Regions from separate parts of the Mus musculus genome. Here region 1 is linked to region 2. Evidence: chromatin contacts called from public HiChIP or PLAC-seq data. All regions are on one chromosome and are shown on one strand. The core of a region is the stretch at or near the end of the contact, and the rest is flanking DNA. Distances in the headings are between cores, read along the strand shown.

Region 1 (4,748 bases), core at 1,136-3,635, 110 kb before region 2:
TGAGAAGATAATATATACTATTACTCAAGTGTGAGGGTTTCAATAAGAATTATGCCCCCCTCATATATTTGAATGCTTAGTCACCAGGAAGTGGCACTGTTTAAGAAGGATTAGGAGGTGTGGCCTTGTTGAAAGAGGAATGTCACTGGGGATGGTCTTGGAGGTTTCAAAAAGCTCATAGGAGACCCAGAGTGATGTGATGGTGGAGATCTCTCTCTCTCTTGCTCTCTCGCTCTCTCGCTCTCTCGCTCTCTCTCTCTGGTTGTGGATCAGGATGTATCTCTCAGCACTTCTCCAGCACCACACCTGCCTGCTTCCTTCCCCCCTCCCAACACCCGTGCCCTCTGCTGTGATGATAATGGACTAAGCCTCTGAAACTGTAAGGAAGTCCCTAATTAAATGCTTTCTTTTATAAGAGTTGCCTTGGTCATGGTGTCTGTTCACAGCAATGGAAGAGTGACTAAGACATCTGGTAAGATGAGTACACATCGGAATACTGGGCTGTTGAGCTGTGCAAGCCTGGTAGCCTGCATATCTGATCTGATCCTTGAAACTCAAAACGGAGAAATAAAATTTAAATATGCCAAATGTTATGTCTTCATTAAGTTTGGGATATGTGGGATCCTGAAGTCCATTTGTAAATAGGGTTCTGAGATGACAGGTTAGCAAAATGGGTAAAACCAGAGACTTTGGGTTTCGAACCTATCCTTTGGATTTGCTATGCCTGACCCTTTGGCATAATGCTTAATCTTCTTATTTCTCAGTTTCTTTTCTCCAAAGGAAAGTTAAAAAAAACCCTGCGTCATAGGCAGATCTCTAGAAGTGTGAGGCCATCCTGGTCTACTTACCAAATTCCAGGCCAGCCAAAACTACATAGTAAGATACTGTCTCAACAAAATAAAGCAAAAACCCTGCTTCATGGAGTACTAAGATTATCTGAGAAGAGTGTACAGTTTATAGTAGTTTTTCAGTAAGTACTTATGTTAGACAGGCCTGGTGACATGTTTATAGTCACTGCACCCAAGAGAGGGGGAAGACTGGGCAGTCAAAGCCAGCCTCAGCAACAGCCTGAGTTAGTGAGACCCTAACGCACGCGCGCGCGCTTACATACAAAGCAATCATTGGGGTATTGTCTATCATGAGGTATTGGAGATTAACTTGAAGAATAGAGGGTCCATCTGGAAAATTCGAAGATTGGTCCTGAGGAATGACCATAGGTGAGACAGGGATGAAGGGAAATTGGGAAAGATTGGATCCCAAACCCCCATGAACCTCATAGTCTCAGGGTGGGTGTGGACATGTCCTGCAGGGTCGCTAGTTTCCTGGGCTGCAGAGAGGTTTGGGCGAGGGTTGGGGGCTGGTGTTGGATTATTAGCATCTTCCGCTGCAGTAGCAGTGGAAGCAGTACCCAGAACCTAAGCCTACCTACCTCCTATCTGTCTCTGCATGTGACAGGCGGGAACTAAAAAGCTCAGGTCACGTGACTTACTGACCCCTTAAAGAAATAGAGGATAGGGCAGGCAGGAGCCAAGAGTAATTGAGAAAGGGCCAAAGCAAGTAGGCGGGGTGCGGGGGCGGGGGCGGTGTAAGCGCTCTGAGGACCCAGCCACGCTTGTAGGTGAGAGAGAATGTCCATGTCTATGAAAAGCCGTCCAAGACAGAATCTGAAGAGCTTTGTGTATGTATGGACTGCAGCCTCTTAGATCAGCCTATACTGGCTTGGAGACCTGAATCTGGCTGGTCGAATAGAATAAAGACTTTGATGGCCAAAGCAGGCTGTGACTGGGTCAAGGTTAACCTTGGAGCTGCCTGCAGGCTTTGTCATAACTACTATCCCCTGTCTCTTCATAACTAGTGTCCTCTTGAGCCCTTAGAGAGGGGGGATGTGAAGAGGCGTGAGAGGCTGTCTCAAAGTCTCAAGAATTATACATTCAAGTCCTTTGTACTTTAGGGTTGGGTGGGGCTGCGCTCCAAAGCTGAACTGCAAGAGATAAGCAATGAGGGGTTTGTGTATGCAGATAGACCGACAGCTTCCCAACCCCCCTGGGCACCTACCGCTCAAGGACCTGCCTCTCTGAGTAACATCAAGTCTCCCTCCCTTGGTGACCTCCGGGTTGACCTCAGTCCTAGGTCCAAAAAAGGGCCCCATTCGGGCCCCAACTCTGCAGGCATAGCTTTCACCACCTCCATCCTTGCTACTCGCGGAGTGAGGGGCAGTACGGGCCCTTTAAGAGCAGCAGGACCAGCGAGCAGAAGCTTGGAAGAGAACACTGCCGCCCGACTAGGTCCAGAGGACAGGCGCTGGGGACCAGACTACGAGAACCCGGCGGGTTCATCCAAGTGGGATCGCGGCGGGACCTCAACCATCTCTCCGCAACTGTGTCATCCTTTCTGACCCGAGCCCTGCCTTCCTCTACTGCCCGCCCTGGCCTAGCCCCGCCCCGGCCCGGGCCACCGGGACAGGGAGCCGGGGCGCGGGTGCCGCAGCCAGAGGCAGGTGAAGAGAGCCGGAGTGTCCACCTCCCGCGCCGCAACGCTGAGCATCCGGGTCGAACATCCCGGTTGAGCATCTCTGCTGAGCATCCTTGCGTCGCAGCGGCCGGAGACGCGTCAAGGTGACCAGGCGAGCAGGGGACAAGAGGGTCGGCTTGGAGGGTCTGGGGTCTGTCGCTGTTTGGGGGAACAGTCCGGAGGAGCGGGATGGGGAGGCCGGCCGAGGAGCGGTGCCAGTCCGTGCAGAGAGGGGCTCGGAGCCGAGGCCAGAGCCTCCCCCGGCCCACCCTGTGCCTCCTAGCTTCCCCGACCTCCGAGCGGGTGGTTACCCTCGCCCGGCCCCCAGGGACTGCTTGTCTGTGGGGTAAGGAGATTAAGGCCGCGGCGGGGAGGGAGGAGCGGGCACAGCTTCGATGGGCCAGGCGAGCAAGGCCAGGCTGAGACTGCCAAGGAACGAGGCGAGGTCGCAACTGAGTGTCACTGCACCACCGGGTGTGTGCTGCCCGAGTGCATAAGACCCGGCGGGAAAAGGGGTGCGGACAGTTGGGGGATCTGCCCGGAGAAGGAGGCTGGGGTGGGAGGAGTGGAGGCGGGGCAGCATCGGAAAGCTATGGCGCCTTGAGCAAGGGCTGGAGGGTCTGCCCGGAGCTAAGCAGGCCCTCTCCTGCAGGCCGGCTGCGTGATGGCGGAGAAGGCATTGGAGGCCGTGGGCTGTGGACTGGGCCCTGGGGCTGTGGCCATGGCTGTGACACTGGAGGACGGGGCAGAGCCCCCTGTGCTGACCACGCACCTAAAGAAGGTGGAGAACCATATCACAGAAGCACAGCGCTTCTCTCACCTGCCCAAGCGCTCTGCTGTGGACATCGAGTTCGTGGAACTGTCCTATTCCGTGCGGGAGGGGCCCTGCTGGCGCAAACGGGGTAGGTGGCAGCCCCATGGGACTCTCCCTGAGTTGCCTTTCCAGGAGCATAAGTCCTGGGGATACCCTACTCTGCGAGCTTTGTGGGCCCTAACCCTCACTGCACAACTGCAGTTGAGGTACAAGATCCCTGCTCCCCACATCTGCCAGCACTATGGGAGTTCAAACAGCTATTGAAGCTTTTTCTTCTAAATAGACCCTATGACCTCTCAATCTCTCAGTCTCTCTCAGTCTTCTCTCTCTCAGTCTCTTCTCTCTCTTAGTCTTCTCTTTCTCAGTCTTCTCTCTCTCTCAGTCCTCTCTCTCTCTCAGTCCTCTCTCTCTCTCTCTCTCTCTCTCTCTCTCTCTCTCTCTCTCTCTCTCTCTCTCTCTCCCTGCCTGTGAAGGTCGGTTTGGGGAAGGGGACCACTCTATCTGTGGAGGCTGTTTTCAAGGTCCAACAGTATCCTTACACCTATTTTTAAAGATGTTCTCATTCCAGCCATCTTACTCCATTCTCGAATTGCCACAGTCCCTGGAATCGGGAGGGGTGGGGATCAGACAGAAGGGATGTCATGTTCGTGTTACCAATGAGGAAACTGGGACTTGGGGAAGTTGAATAACCTGACCAATGTCCCCCTGCTAGTAAGAGGCAGAGCAGAGCCCAAAGCCTAGAAACACTGGAGTTCCCCCATCCTCCTCTCTCCTCCCCATCAGGACAGGTTTCCTAGAGCCCCCCACAAGTGCCTAATCCAATAGCTGGGCTGGGAGCCTAGAGGTTGGGCTGGGTTTGCTTCCCAGAGCTGGGTGTGGGCTAGGGGTGGGGCTGAGACGATGTCCTCTCTGGCTTAAGAAATAGCTTTGGGGTGCTTCAGAACAGGGCTCAGCATCAGCTGTCTCTACATGTTTGCTCATTTCCATAGGCGACCAAAGGGCACTGTGTGTGTGTGTGTGTGTGTGTGTGTGTGTGTATGAGAGAGAGAGAGAGAGAGAGAGAGAGAGAGAGAGAGAGAGAGAGAGAGAGAGAGAGAGAGAGAGAGAGAGAGAGCTAGTGGACTAGGCATCTGGGCTCCTAAACCTGAGCTGTCTCTTTCAGAGCAGCTCTGGACTGAATGATGAGGTTCTTGTTATTTCCTTGGCCTTCGGAACTTTGTGCTAAGAAGAATGTGGCTAGATTAGGCATTAGGCACATCTCCTTATCAGGGTGGTGGGTGCTCTGGTGAGGGACTCCTCCCTTTAACCTTGCCAGCCTCATCTACCCTCTTATTCACTTTGCCATCTTCTAGCCCTGGCCTTTTTCTGCCCTCTGTTCTCTGCCCTCTGCCCTCTACCCTCTGCCCTCTGTCCTCTGCTTTCT
Region 2 (4,116 bases), core at 1,447-3,946:
TCTGAGTTCGAGGCCAGCCTGGTCTACAAAGTAAGTTCCAGGATAGCCAGGGCTACACAGAAAAACCCTGTCTCGGAAAAAAAACAAAACAAAACACCTAAATAAATAAATAAATGAACTTTTATCTGGAGAGGTAGTTTAGGAGTACTTTCGTAGTGTGCCAAGAGGCTGTGTCTGTGAGCCCCAGCATAGGGGAAGATGTAGTTGTTATGCTGTCTTTCCAGTTGCAAAGTCTCATTTAGGCTAACCTCTCCCCAGTCAAGCTTGAGTTCTACAGTGTCTTATCTTACCTGGTTATACTATACTGAGTCAACTCACTGCCCAAATTTGTGATTTCCTCTTTATATGCATATGGCTGTCATTTGCAGCTTTGAAGCAGACCCTGCTTCCCTGTGTCAACCTTTAAGGACACCCTACTGCATTTGTGAAATCCCTTAATCTCTTAGCTTTCTGCTTTATCCCGCTGCTGTGACTGTGCTGTGCATGAGGTCTGACCTTTTGCTGCATGCCACTGCCCAGCCCCTCCCCAGGCTGCTCAAATGAACCTTTTGCTTTACGTGAACTCCTTTGTCTGTAGAAATCCCATCCATTCTTTCAAGTCTAGAAAACTTCCTAAGTTACATAAAAAATTATAAAGTGTATGTGTGGTCCGTTACTCTAAATTGATGAGATGGCCTTGATGATGAAAATTCTCTGGCTTTGATTCATTCCCCTAGATTTTTAGAATGATCTAAAAATTCCACATTCTTTCCCAATCTTTGGGGACAGAAAAACTTGGTAGCAGTAGTGTGCTTGTTCAGGGAACTCATGTGTTTAAATAGAAATGGATGCTTAATGTGCTATGTACTCAGGAGTTAAATAATTAATCATAACTGGATAGACTTTTTACATATTTGATTAGATTCTATTAGAACTGTCTCCCATTGAGTGTGATTGGTTTTGTCTCTGTATTTTTATTTTATGTTTAAGTGCATGCCATTCGTAGCCATAAAAGATGCTTCCTTATTTGTCCTTGTGAAAGGAGATTCTGGAGGTTTATAGAATTAGTCTTAAGGTGGAGGCAGTGAAAGTGCACGGCTTTAATCCCAGCACGTGGGAGGCAGAGGCAGGTTGGATCTCCGAGTTTAAGGCCATCCTAAGTTCCAGGACAGCAGGGCTACCCAGAGAAACCCTGTCTTAAAAAACAAAGAAACCAAAAACAAAAAGTAGAAGCTGGTACAGAGAAGCGGTAACTGATACTATGGGCTAATAGGCTTTCAGCTGCAGACAAGTCCTGATCTCTAAGAGACACATAGTTCATGATTCTTGAGTTATTTTATGTTTTCTAGCTACACTGAAAAAAACAAAGGTACTAACCTCCAAAATGTGTGTCAATGGTGGCTTTGATTTTTGAGATAGGGTCGTTCTATGCAGCCCATGATTTCCCCTCCTAGCTTCTTGAATTCTGGGATTACAGGTGTATACTATGTAATCTAGCCTATGCTTTAATTCAAATTGTAATATTGTTTTAAAATTTAAGTGAATTTGTTGCAAAGGAATTAGGAAAAAATAGCTACACAGTGAAGAGGCATGGTCAAAATTACTATAATTAAGTGATTGGAGTGATACCAGCAAGATACTGTGACATGTGTCAAGGGCACCCATTCCTGCTTTTTTTCATGAACTCATAATCCTAGTTGTAAAAAGAAACACGTGAGTCAGATGTGTTGAAGGCATTGTACAAAAAAACTGACTAGTGCTCTGGAGAACAGCTGTCATGAAAAAACAGTTAAAGATCAAGAAACTACCACAGCAGATTAAAAAAAAGAACAGTGGCTTATGGTGTCCAGGGTTGGGTGCTGATTTCTTGGGTTGGTTGGTTCATTGGGGGTACTTGCCCAAAAGCCTGTGCCGTACTGTTGAGTGTTTTAACAAGTCATTTACAGATGGGTAACCTAATTTAGAGATAAAGTACGATGTAGATACAGAGAAAGTGCCACACACTTTGTTTCTGCCCCTGAAGAATTGTCTTCCAAATGGTGGAAGGAAGACAGTTCTCACACAGCAGGTATGATAGAGCCATGAAACATCTAAACAAGATGATACAGTTTGTTCAGAAGGGAAGAATAGATATTAAATTTGGATGAGTGACTTTTCTCTCCCCTACCCGAGGAGGTAGGATCTGAGAACATTGAAGAACAGGCAACATTCCATAATGATAGTCATTGGAAGGAAAAATATGTATCATAGTAGAGCTCTCCAGCTCTTGAATCACATAGATCAGTTCTGACACTTACTAACAAGCTCATGGAAGGACTAGGGCATGGCTCAGTAATAGAGCAATTATTTTTCATGTACAAGCTTCTAGGTTAGTTAGATCTCTAGCATTAAAAGGGAAAAAGCTGACTATGAAGAGATACATGTACTATTGATGTACTGCCACCATGAAAGGCATGGGGCTTAGAAAGTAGAGAGTATTTTGGGAGAGCACTGAGTATTGTTCAGAAAGGTGAATTAGGTTATGATGGTATTTTTTGTTGGTTCATGGCCAGAGTTACACGTGACAGGAATAAAGGATCTGTATTTTAAGATTCATTTGGGAACTGGAGAGATGTCTTAGTGGTTAAGAACACTTGCTGCTCTTGGGTAGGAACTAAATTCAGTTCCCATAATCCTCATGTAGACTACCAGCTATCTGTTACTTCAGTTCCAAGGGATCCTGCTCCTCCTCCTGGCTTACTCTGGCACTGCATGTACATGGCACACACACATGCATACAGGCAAAACATTTATATACATAAAGTAAAAGTAACCAATTCTGCTGGCACCTTAGCTCAGTTGTAGAGGACTTGCCTGGTGCATACATACACACAGTTGATTCAGTGGGAGTACAAAGTGTGAAGCGGCTGTTGGAGATTCGTATAGGCTGCTGCTGCCTTCTCTCCTTGGTTCCTTACTACTGTTACCTTACAGTGGGGGTATCACATAAATTGGACCATGAGTATGGTATTATATATATCTTTTTTGTTTTGCTTTTCAAGACAGGGTTTCTCAGTGTAGCCCTGGCTGTCCTAGTACTCACTCTGTTGACCAGGCTGGCCTGGAACTCAAAAAGATCCATCTGCCTCTGCCTCTCAGTGCTGAGATTAAAGGAGTGCACCACCACGCCCAACTGATATGATATATACTTATGGGGGGGGGTCATTGATATGTTTAGATATATTGATTGAAAATCCCTTTCATATTTTATATTCATATGTATTTCTCTGTGTGTATGGATGGGTTTGGGTATGGTTTTGCTATACAGCTCATACTTGCTGCTTTTGAAGTAGACATCTTCCTATTTTAACAAGTGCTGGGGTATAACAGATGTGTGCCATGACTCCAAGCTCTCTCTTTTAAAAGAACAACTTCAGTAGATAAGAGTTAGCATTTCGTCTGACTTCCTGTTGAGAGACGTTTCATGGTGTGTATTTTTAGTTGGTTAGTGTGCTGAGCAGAGGATGTTGTTACTGAGTTATGATTGTTTTCTCGGTATGTTCTTCTTGGATGACACTAGTGTTGCATGTAAAGGTTTTGGAATTTGACAGCGAAAGAACTACAGTCACCACTTGTGACAGTACCCGTGCATGAAGGACTTCCAGGCACTGGTCACTTCACTTTTAAAGTCCATTACCCTTATTGTTAAGGTAGCTTTATATCTAAATTTATGTTTATAATACTCAAGACTTCCCATATTTTATTAAGGAAAGCTTCTAATTATAAGAGCTTAAAATTTTTACACTTATTTATTTTGTGTTGTGGGGCAATGCTTGTGACAACTGTTGTGGAAGGATTAGAGGACAACTTTTGGAGGTGTTTCCACTGTGTGGCACAGAGCATTATGTTTGGTGTCAAGTGCCTTCATCTGCAGAGTCATTTTTCTGGCTCCAATATCACAGGCTTTTTTCTTGTTTTTTTGTTTGTTTGTTGCTTTTAAAGATAATTTTGTAATTATATTTACATACAGAAAACTTAGCAGTGTATATTTAACCCAGTTTAGTGATGAGTTTTTTAGCCTTTGCCCTTTCCAGCTTGGCAATGGGAGCCACAGACTTAGGACCCAGGATATTGCCTCCTTAGTAGCGGCGGATCTCA

Evidence for each region. HiChIP or PLAC-seq counts read pairs in DNA pulled down with a chosen protein or histone mark.
Region 1: a contact with region 2 is called in an H3K4me3 HiChIP or PLAC-seq map of bone marrow-derived macrophages, with 3 times the contacts expected there. The contact joins the promoter of Abcg4 here to the enhancer-like site in region 2. A contact is called at or near these places in 8 of 39 promoter capture datasets (3T3-L1-derived adipocytes, the C10 cell line, the HPC-7 cell line and 3 more), 9 of 484 Hi-C or Micro-C datasets (B cells, bone marrow-derived macrophages, double positive thymocytes and 6 more), 2 of 115 datasets of contacts at active chromatin or transcription factors (bone marrow-derived macrophages and large pre-B cells) and 3 of 9 other capture datasets (adipose tissue, liver and pancreatic islet).

Annotation. Positions count from the first base shown.
Region 1 is chr9:44,285,881-44,290,628 of GRCm38.p6, reverse strand. Abcg4 (ATP binding cassette subfamily G member 4) reads left to right here and starts at 2,385. Exons shown (of 15, transcript NM_138955.3): 1 at 2,385-2,615; 2 at 3,164-3,413. The coding sequence starts at 3,176.
Region 2 is chr9:44,181,056-44,185,171 of GRCm38.p6, reverse strand. All of the region lies in intron 2 of Cbl (Casitas B-lineage lymphoma), which reads left to right. Among named protein-coding and RNA genes, the nearest start is that of Mcam, 48 kb to the right of the region's middle. Within about 2 kb of position 2,696, at least 28 of the 459 cell types and tissues checked have an H3K27ac peak or open chromatin away from gene starts, as enhancers often do. A contact at or near this core is called in B cells, bone marrow-derived macrophages and double positive thymocytes, where this site is marked.